Regions from separate parts of the Sus scrofa genome. Here region 1 is linked to region 2. A link is a contact called in public HiChIP or PLAC-seq data. All regions are on one chromosome and are shown on one strand. Each heading gives the region's core, a stretch centred on a gene start, on an enhancer-like site or on the middle of the called end of the contact. The rest is flanking DNA. Distances are from core to core; before and after follow the strand shown. Region 1 overlaps OSBPL3 (oxysterol-binding protein-related protein 3). Region 2 has its middle 63 kb from the start of CYCS.

What was found. HiChIP or PLAC-seq counts read pairs in DNA pulled down with a chosen protein or histone mark.
Region 1: a contact with region 2 is called in an H3K27ac HiChIP or PLAC-seq map of alveolar macrophages. The contact joins two enhancer-like sites. A contact is called at or near these places in 1 of 47 Hi-C or Micro-C datasets (skeletal muscle) and 1 of 2 datasets of contacts at active chromatin or transcription factors (alveolar macrophages).

What each region holds. Positions count from the first base shown.
Region 1 is chr18:47,397,532-47,401,073 of Sscrofa11.1, reverse strand. All of the region lies in intron 2 of OSBPL3 (oxysterol-binding protein-related protein 3), which reads right to left. It also overlaps the pseudogene LOC102166253. Among named protein-coding and RNA genes, the nearest start is that of OSBPL3, 100 kb to the right of the region's middle. Within about 2 kb of position 1,408, at least 33 of the 83 cell types and tissues checked have an H3K27ac peak or open chromatin away from gene starts, as enhancers often do. A contact at or near this core is called in alveolar macrophages, where this site is marked.
Region 2 is chr18:47,231,161-47,235,085 of Sscrofa11.1, reverse strand. No RefSeq gene overlaps it. Among named protein-coding and RNA genes, the nearest start is that of CYCS, 63 kb to the right of the region's middle. Within about 2 kb of position 2,430, at least 17 of the 83 cell types and tissues checked have an H3K27ac peak or open chromatin away from gene starts, as enhancers often do. A contact at or near this core is called in alveolar macrophages, where this site is marked.

The DNA of each region.
Region 1 (3,542 bases), core at 159-2,658, 170 kb before region 2:
TGTGCTTTCAACAAAAGCATCTGAGACAGAGTCCCGCCTTCCTGGATTCTGCACTGGGGTCAAAGCCAACCGTGAATAAATGCACTGATTCTCTTAAGGCACCTCGTGTAGTTGCTATCAAAGCAGTGTCTCTACAGCCCACTAAAATGTATTTGCTGTACCTGCCATTCTGGAATTTCAGAACAGTTTGGACAGTTCAGTAATTTCTAGAAGTGTTTGAAGAGTTTGGTGTTCTCCAGACTGTGGAAGGCAGCGGACTGTCTGTCATTTGTGGACACGTAAAGTGACAAAGAAACTCTGACAAATATATATACCATTTTTGCTGGTCTAAATGTCTTCCCATATCAAACATTGATTTGTTTTTCCTTTACAAGATTTACTCAGTGTAGCTGTATATTGAGAATTGAGTCTTTTATCTTTGCCCTTCCTCCTTTCAGGGAATAATGTCACAAGCATATGTATGACCCAAAAATAGGCAGCAAGAAGAAGTAAAGGCTCAGAAAGGGGACATCTGAAAAACTACGACAGAATATATAGTTAATTATTTTTCTCTGTTGGGCCCAGAGAACCAGAAAAAAACAGGTCCAGGAGTTCCCGTCGTGGCGCAGTGGTTAACGAATCCGACTAGGAACCATGAGGTTGCGGGTTCGGTCCCTGCCCTTGCTCAATGGGTTACCGATCCTGCGTTGCCGTGAGCTGTGGTGTAGGTGGCAGACGCGGCTCGGATCCCGCGTTGCTGTGGCTCTGGCGTAGGCCGGTGGCTACAGCTCCGATTCAACCCCTAGCCTGGGAACCTCCATATGCCGCGGGAGCGGCCCAAGAAATAGCAACAACAACAACAACAACAAAAAAGACAAAAGACAAAAAAAAAAAAAACAAACAGGTCCAGACAGTCAGACCTGAGGGCTCCTTACAGCTGTTTCCCTCATCTGTGTTACTCTTAGCCCTGCATTCATGGAGGTGCTGGCTTCTGGAGGCTTGTTTAAACAATCATCATTTGGAGTTCCCGCTGTGGAGCAGTGGGGAAAGGATCTGGCAGTGTCTCTGCAGCGGCTAGGATTCAATCCCGGCCACGGGTGTGGAGAAGAAAGAAAACAGTGACACAACATCAGCCACAAAACCCTGGTCATCTGTACACAGGGCACAGGGAACTCGAATTAACTTCGAAAGAAGCTTTCTAGCATCTAAAGAAACTCGCTGTCCTTCAAAAAGAAGGATGCCTGATCCTCTACCATTTAGACACGGAACCAGCAGTTAATTGGAGCCATATTTTCTTTCTACAGGGTAGGAAAAACACAGACCTACTGGATTGTTTTGAGACTCCAGGGAAGAATAGGAAAGGATATTATGAGCTGTAAAGATGCTATCAGACGCTTGTTAACTCCTAGAGCCCTCTGCTGCCTCTTCTTCTCAGAGCAGCCTTGGCGGATGCCAGGCCGTCTGGCTCTGCCTTGTGCCAGCAGCTCTGGAGCTGAAAGGATGAAGGAGAGGAGCTGCCACCGCGTGGTACTGCTTGAGGGCTCCTGGGACTCTTCCTTCTAGAAGGTGAGGGGTTTATGTGTCAAACACTTGCACACAGCACTTACTACAGGCAGGTTCTCTCTCTCTCTCTTTTAATGTTTTTTCTTTCTCAGCTCTCTTCTAAGCAACTGGTACAAGCTTATAAGAAACCAAGGCACAGAAGGGTTAAGGACCTTGCCCAAGGTCAAACAGCTTATTAACAGCTCAAGATTTAAACTCAGGGGTCTGGCTCTCAAGCAACTTAATGCTCACTGCCTTTTCTTTCTTGTGACTGTCATAGAACAATGCAACAATCATGCCAAGCCACACCTCCTGGATGGGCCTTTCTTGCGATGTTGATTCAGCCCCTACTTACAAAAGGCAGCTGGCAAACTTCAGCATCTAAGGACAGGATGAATTAAAAGAAGTTAAGTGGAACTAGGCATTCTCAATACCCAGAGAGCTGAAATTATAAACACCTGAACATTATAGCTTTCACTCACTCTGCTTGGCAAACTCCCACTTAACTTGTGTGTCTCACGGGTTCTGGCACCAAGCCCAGCCAGCCTGGCTGCCCTAGAGAACAGCATAATCTAAGAGTCTGCATAAATAAAGTCTCATCAGGTGACCCTGGGAGAGCTCAAAGGCCACCTCAGATTATCCCAGGGACAAGGGGGTGACAAGAATAAATTGCATAACTGTATGGGGACTGACCTAGCAACCGATTTCCCCATTTCAAATCCCCTCCAATAATGAGTGAAGTGTGTCGATTCTTTTAGAAGATTCATTTCCTGATTTCTGACTTACACACCAAATGCTACAACACACTTTAAAAAGGAAAAAAAAAAAAAAAAAAGGAAGCTATGCTCTGTTTACAATCCACGATCTTCCCAATCAGAGTCCATTTCTTATTTATAGCGGCCTGTTCAGCTGTCCTGTCCTTAGTAGCGTCACGTCTCCCTGCTCCCAGTCTTTTAATAATAGTTTCTCAACGGATACTGGTTGAAGAAACAAAAGCTAGGGCCTATAGAATGCTTTCAAAAGAGACAAAAGCTTTTCATGCTTCTCTAAATCTAGCTGGCTTCTAAAATGTGTTACTTTGAAAGTTCTAGGAAGGAAATGTAAGGGGCAGAGGGAAAAAGACAAGAGGAAATTACTCATATTTCACAAGTTTTGAAATAGCAATTCTCTCTCCCCCTTAGACATCCCTTAAGCTACTTAATATACACACAGAGCTTTGGGAACAGCAGGCTTTCTTTCTACCTAGCAACCACAAGCTCATTCATCCATTCATTTCATCCACGCTGACCCAAAATGTCTCCCAAGGGCTAGCCCAGGTACTTCATATATGTGATTTCGTTTAGTTCTCAAAAGGACGCAAAATTATCTACATTTTGTAGCTGAAAATCCAAGACTCAGAGGTTTTCTCGAACATGGCAAGGTCAGCCAGCTGGCCAAAAGCAGAGCCAGTGTGAATCTAGGTCAGTTTCAACAGGGACGGTCTTTTACTTCCGTTTCATACTTTCCAGTCGAACAGTCTGTTTGGAGAGCCCGGGTATAGGAAGCGTTTAAAGAGTGCATCATTTGCCAGAAATAACTCAATGGAGGGGTCTTTGCTCATTTTTTGAAATCCTCATAATACGTCCGTCCCTGGAGTGAGGGGGCTGGGGAATTTGTGGCTTTTTGCTCCCATTCCCCACGTGCCCCCAGCTGTACCTTCCAACCTGCTCTCCAAAGAGGAACATTTACTGGTGGTGGTGAGTAATTTCAGTCCAATAATTCTCATCTGCCAAAACCCCGTGCCAGTCCTGTGAGAGTTCAAAAGATATGAAAATAAGACCCAGGACTCACAGACCTACACGCTCTTTCAACCAATGAATTAATCAAGAGTTATCCTCGAGGGGAGAGAACAGGGCTGTGTTAAGCATGGCATTAGATTAGAGCAGTTGGGAACAGAGCATCTATGAAGGCCTCTCTCAACTCCTGCCCGAGGGACTGGCAGAAAAGGGGTGCCCTCTTCCACTGTTCCTATTTTCTCATGA
Region 2 (3,925 bases), core at 1,181-3,680:
GCTGGGTTTTTCCCACATCACATCGCTGTGACTCAGCCCCCACTGTCACATCTCCTTCTCTGACCCTGACTCTCCCACTTCCAACTTTCATTAATAATGGTCCTGGGTTGATATTGGCCCCCACCTGCATAGTCCAGGAAACTTCCCAACTCAAGGTCCTTCACTCAATCCCATCTGCAAAGCCCCTTTAATCATGTAAAGTAGCATATTCTTGGTTTCTGGAGATTAGGCTGTAGACAGCTTTGGGGAACCATTAGCATTATTCTGTGACCCATGCCTACTTTACAAGGGTGTCGTAAGGATTAAGAGTAAAGATGTATCAATGACCTGGCTCGTGGAGAGGGTTCAATGAGGAAAGCCGATGTTCAAAGGCGTGCAGGAGTTCCCTTTGTGGCTCAGCAGAAACGAAAATGACACAGGTTCGATCCCTGGCCTCACTCAGTGGGTTCAGAATCCAGCGTTGCCATGAGCTGTGGTGTAGGTCGCAGACGTGGCTCAGATCTGAAGTGCTGTGGCTGTGGCGCAGGCCAGAGGCTAAAGATCCAACTAGACCTCTAGCCTGGGAACTTCCATGTCATGGATGTGGCCCTTAAAAAGCAAAACAAACAAACAAACAAAAAAAAAAAGGCATGCAAACATGAAAAGATGCTCAACATCACTAATTACTAGAAAAGCGCCAATCCAAACTGCAGTAAGGTACCAACTCACCCTGGCCAGATGGCCATCATCAAAAAATCTGCAAATAATAAATGCTGGAGAGGTTGGGAAGAAAAGGGAACCCTTTCACACTATCATTAGGAATGTAAATTGATACAACCACTATGCATAACGATATGGAGGTTCCTTAAAAAACTAAAAATAGAACTACCATATGATCCAGCAAACCCACTTCTGGCATATATCCAGAGAAACCATAATTTGAAAAGATACATGCACCCCAATGTTCACTGCAGCACTATTTACAATCGCCAAGACATGGAAGCGACCTAAATGCCCACTGACAGAGGAATGGATAAAGAAGATGTGGTACATATATACAGTGGAATATTACTCAGCCATAAAAAAGAATGAATAATGCCATTTGCAGCAACATAGTTGGACCTAGAGACTATATTAAGTGGAGTAAGACAGAGAAAGACATACATATCATATATCACTTATGTGAAATCTTAAAAAAGGGTACAAATGAATTTACTTGCAGAACAGAAATAAATTTACGGACATAGAAAACAAACTTATGGTTACCAAAGAGGATAACAGGAAGGGGGGGAAATAAATAAGGAGTTTGGAATTAATAGATATGTACTATTATATATAAAATAAACAACAAGGATTTACTGTATAACACAGGGAACTATATTCAATATCTTGTAATAATCTATAATGGAAGAGAATCTGAAAAAGAATATATATATTTTATATATACAAAAGATATATATTTATATACCTATAAAATATATATCTTATAATTTATATATAAATATATTTTATATACATAAATACATATTTATATGTATGTATCTGAATCACTTTGCTGTAAACCTGAAACTAACACAACATTGTAAACTATCCTTCAATTAAAACATGGTTAAAATAAGAAGAAAAAAATTGTAATTTTAAATTCTTAAAAAAAAAAAAAAGCATGCAAAGTCCAGCACGCAAAGGCCTAAAGCTCAACAACTTCTGCTCCTGTCCCCTCCTCCCTTGGAAGGACCTAGAGAAGAGGGCTCTCTTAAATCGTGTTCTCTTGCCTGCCTGTCCTCTTCTCTTTGCAGCAGTAAGGTGGCCTCGGCCAGAGGAAAGAGCCCCCGATGGCGATTGGCAGTGGTCTAGCAGAGGGGGCTAAAAATGGTCAACCTAGCTTACTTTGGGGATGGATGATAAGGAGCCTCTAAGGTCATAGCAGGCATTCGTGGTTTTACAAGTATTTTCCCAGGACAGGGGCCTAGGAGCATAACTGACCACAATAATGGCAGCCAAATGGTATTTGGCGCAAGCCCCAGCCTGCAGCATTGAAGGACCCCTAGGCCTCACCCTCACCCCACAAGAGCCTACTGGTTCCAGCAGAGACAGAGAGTGCCGGTACCCTGCTTCAGACTACATTTTTAATTGCTGCTCCCAGCAATGGACCCACCTGTGCTCGCCAGCACACCTTCCTTCCCCCTCTGCTGATGTGCCGGAAGCCTCAGAAAAGCCTGTGACGTGAGGGCCAAGTCCTGAGCCAGGCCACTGTCAGACCCACGCACACCACGCACGTGCCAGTTGTGCAAGATTGTGTGGCCCATCCAGGCCTGGTCTCCACTGAAGTCACAAAGCCAAGCTTCACTCACTGTCCCTCATCCACCTCCCACCACCATGCTGCACCTGCTCAAGAGCCCCATTCCTGCCCTCGCTGTGTATGAGCACTTGTATTACAACAACATTCCAACAGATGGCAGTATAGAGCCTTGAGGAAGGCGTCCCTTTTCCAACCAACTCCCAAAAAGGTGCCCGAAGAACTAGCAGCAGCATCCCTGCCAAGACAGATTCAGCCCTGAGGACCCTGTGAACTCTACTTCCGGTAGCATCCCCAGCACAAAGGAACTGGAGAGTGAGTGCTAGCCTTGATCAGCAGAGAGATGCTCAGCGTGTCCCCTACCCAGACTGAAGGGGAGAGGTGCCCCTGCTGAGCTGCCAGCAAGGGGGGGGGGAGTGCCATCCCCCCATTCGTCCTTGACACCTTCTCTGGAGACAGTCCCTCTCCCTGGAATGCAGGAGTGACGAAGCCCTGCCCCCAGCTGCAGAAGTACTGGGGCCCAGGGCTGGCTTCATTTTCTCAGGTAGTAGATGTTCCCCTTTTTTGGCTCCATGACTCCATAATTGCAAACAAGGGGGTGCCTGTGCAGGCCTAGAAGAGCAATAACAAGGGTCCATCGTTGGCCTTGAATGCGCTCAAGGTAAAATAAGCAGCATGAAAAAGCTCAGCCTGCCTGTACTTACAGAATGAGTCACACTGAGCAGAGGGTGTGAAACATTAAATAGCACTGCCCAGAGCACTGGGATAGTTTAAGTGCCAGTCCCTTCGCCACGAGGCAGGGAGTGTGCTACAGGGTGTGGCAGGAAGTCACAGACCCTTAAGGCTTGGGCACAGAGGGACCGGCCAGAGTGTCATCACAGAGAACAAGCTGTGAGTCGCTGATTACGTCAACTAGTGGCTACATGGGTCGGTGGAAGGGTGACACCAGAGAGAAGATTATGAGGAAGGACCAGGCTATGTGGGGAATGAGCTAGTTATGGACTGACAAATTAATGGTGAAATTAATGATGAAATTGATGGTAAACTGGCCACCACTAGGAATACAGCAAACATCAGCAAAGAGATTCCTGCAATGGAAAAACTTTCCAGGAGTTCCCGTCGGGGCTCAGTGGTAACAAACCCACCAGGAGGCGGGTTCCCCATCCCTGGCCTCGCTCAGTGGGTTAAGGATCTGGCATTGCTGTGGCTGTGGCGTAGGCCGGTGGCTACAGCTCCGATCCGACCCCTAGCCTGGGAACCCCCATATGCTGCAGGTGCGGCCCTAAAAAGACCCCAAAAAAAGGAAAAAAGAAAAGAAAAACCTTCCTGACCCTCAAGGGGCACTTGAGCACAAACGCACATGCTCAGTGGAAGTGGGGATCCTGTGCGATCCGTCAAGGTCATGGACATCACCGTCGGAGAGCAGTTTTAGGAAGACGCCTGTATTCTCTGTCTCAGCCTTTTCTCTGACATGGAGCAAGTCTCAGCTAGTCCATTGCTTTCCAACCTCTGCTCTCTGGAACGATGAACGCCTGTAACTGTGTTACAGAGAAAACTACGAATACAGTCAGAGTCATAACGATACAATAATTTCCTCTTTCTGTACTTTCAACTCTTTTCCTATATACATTATCCCATCTGAAGCCATCA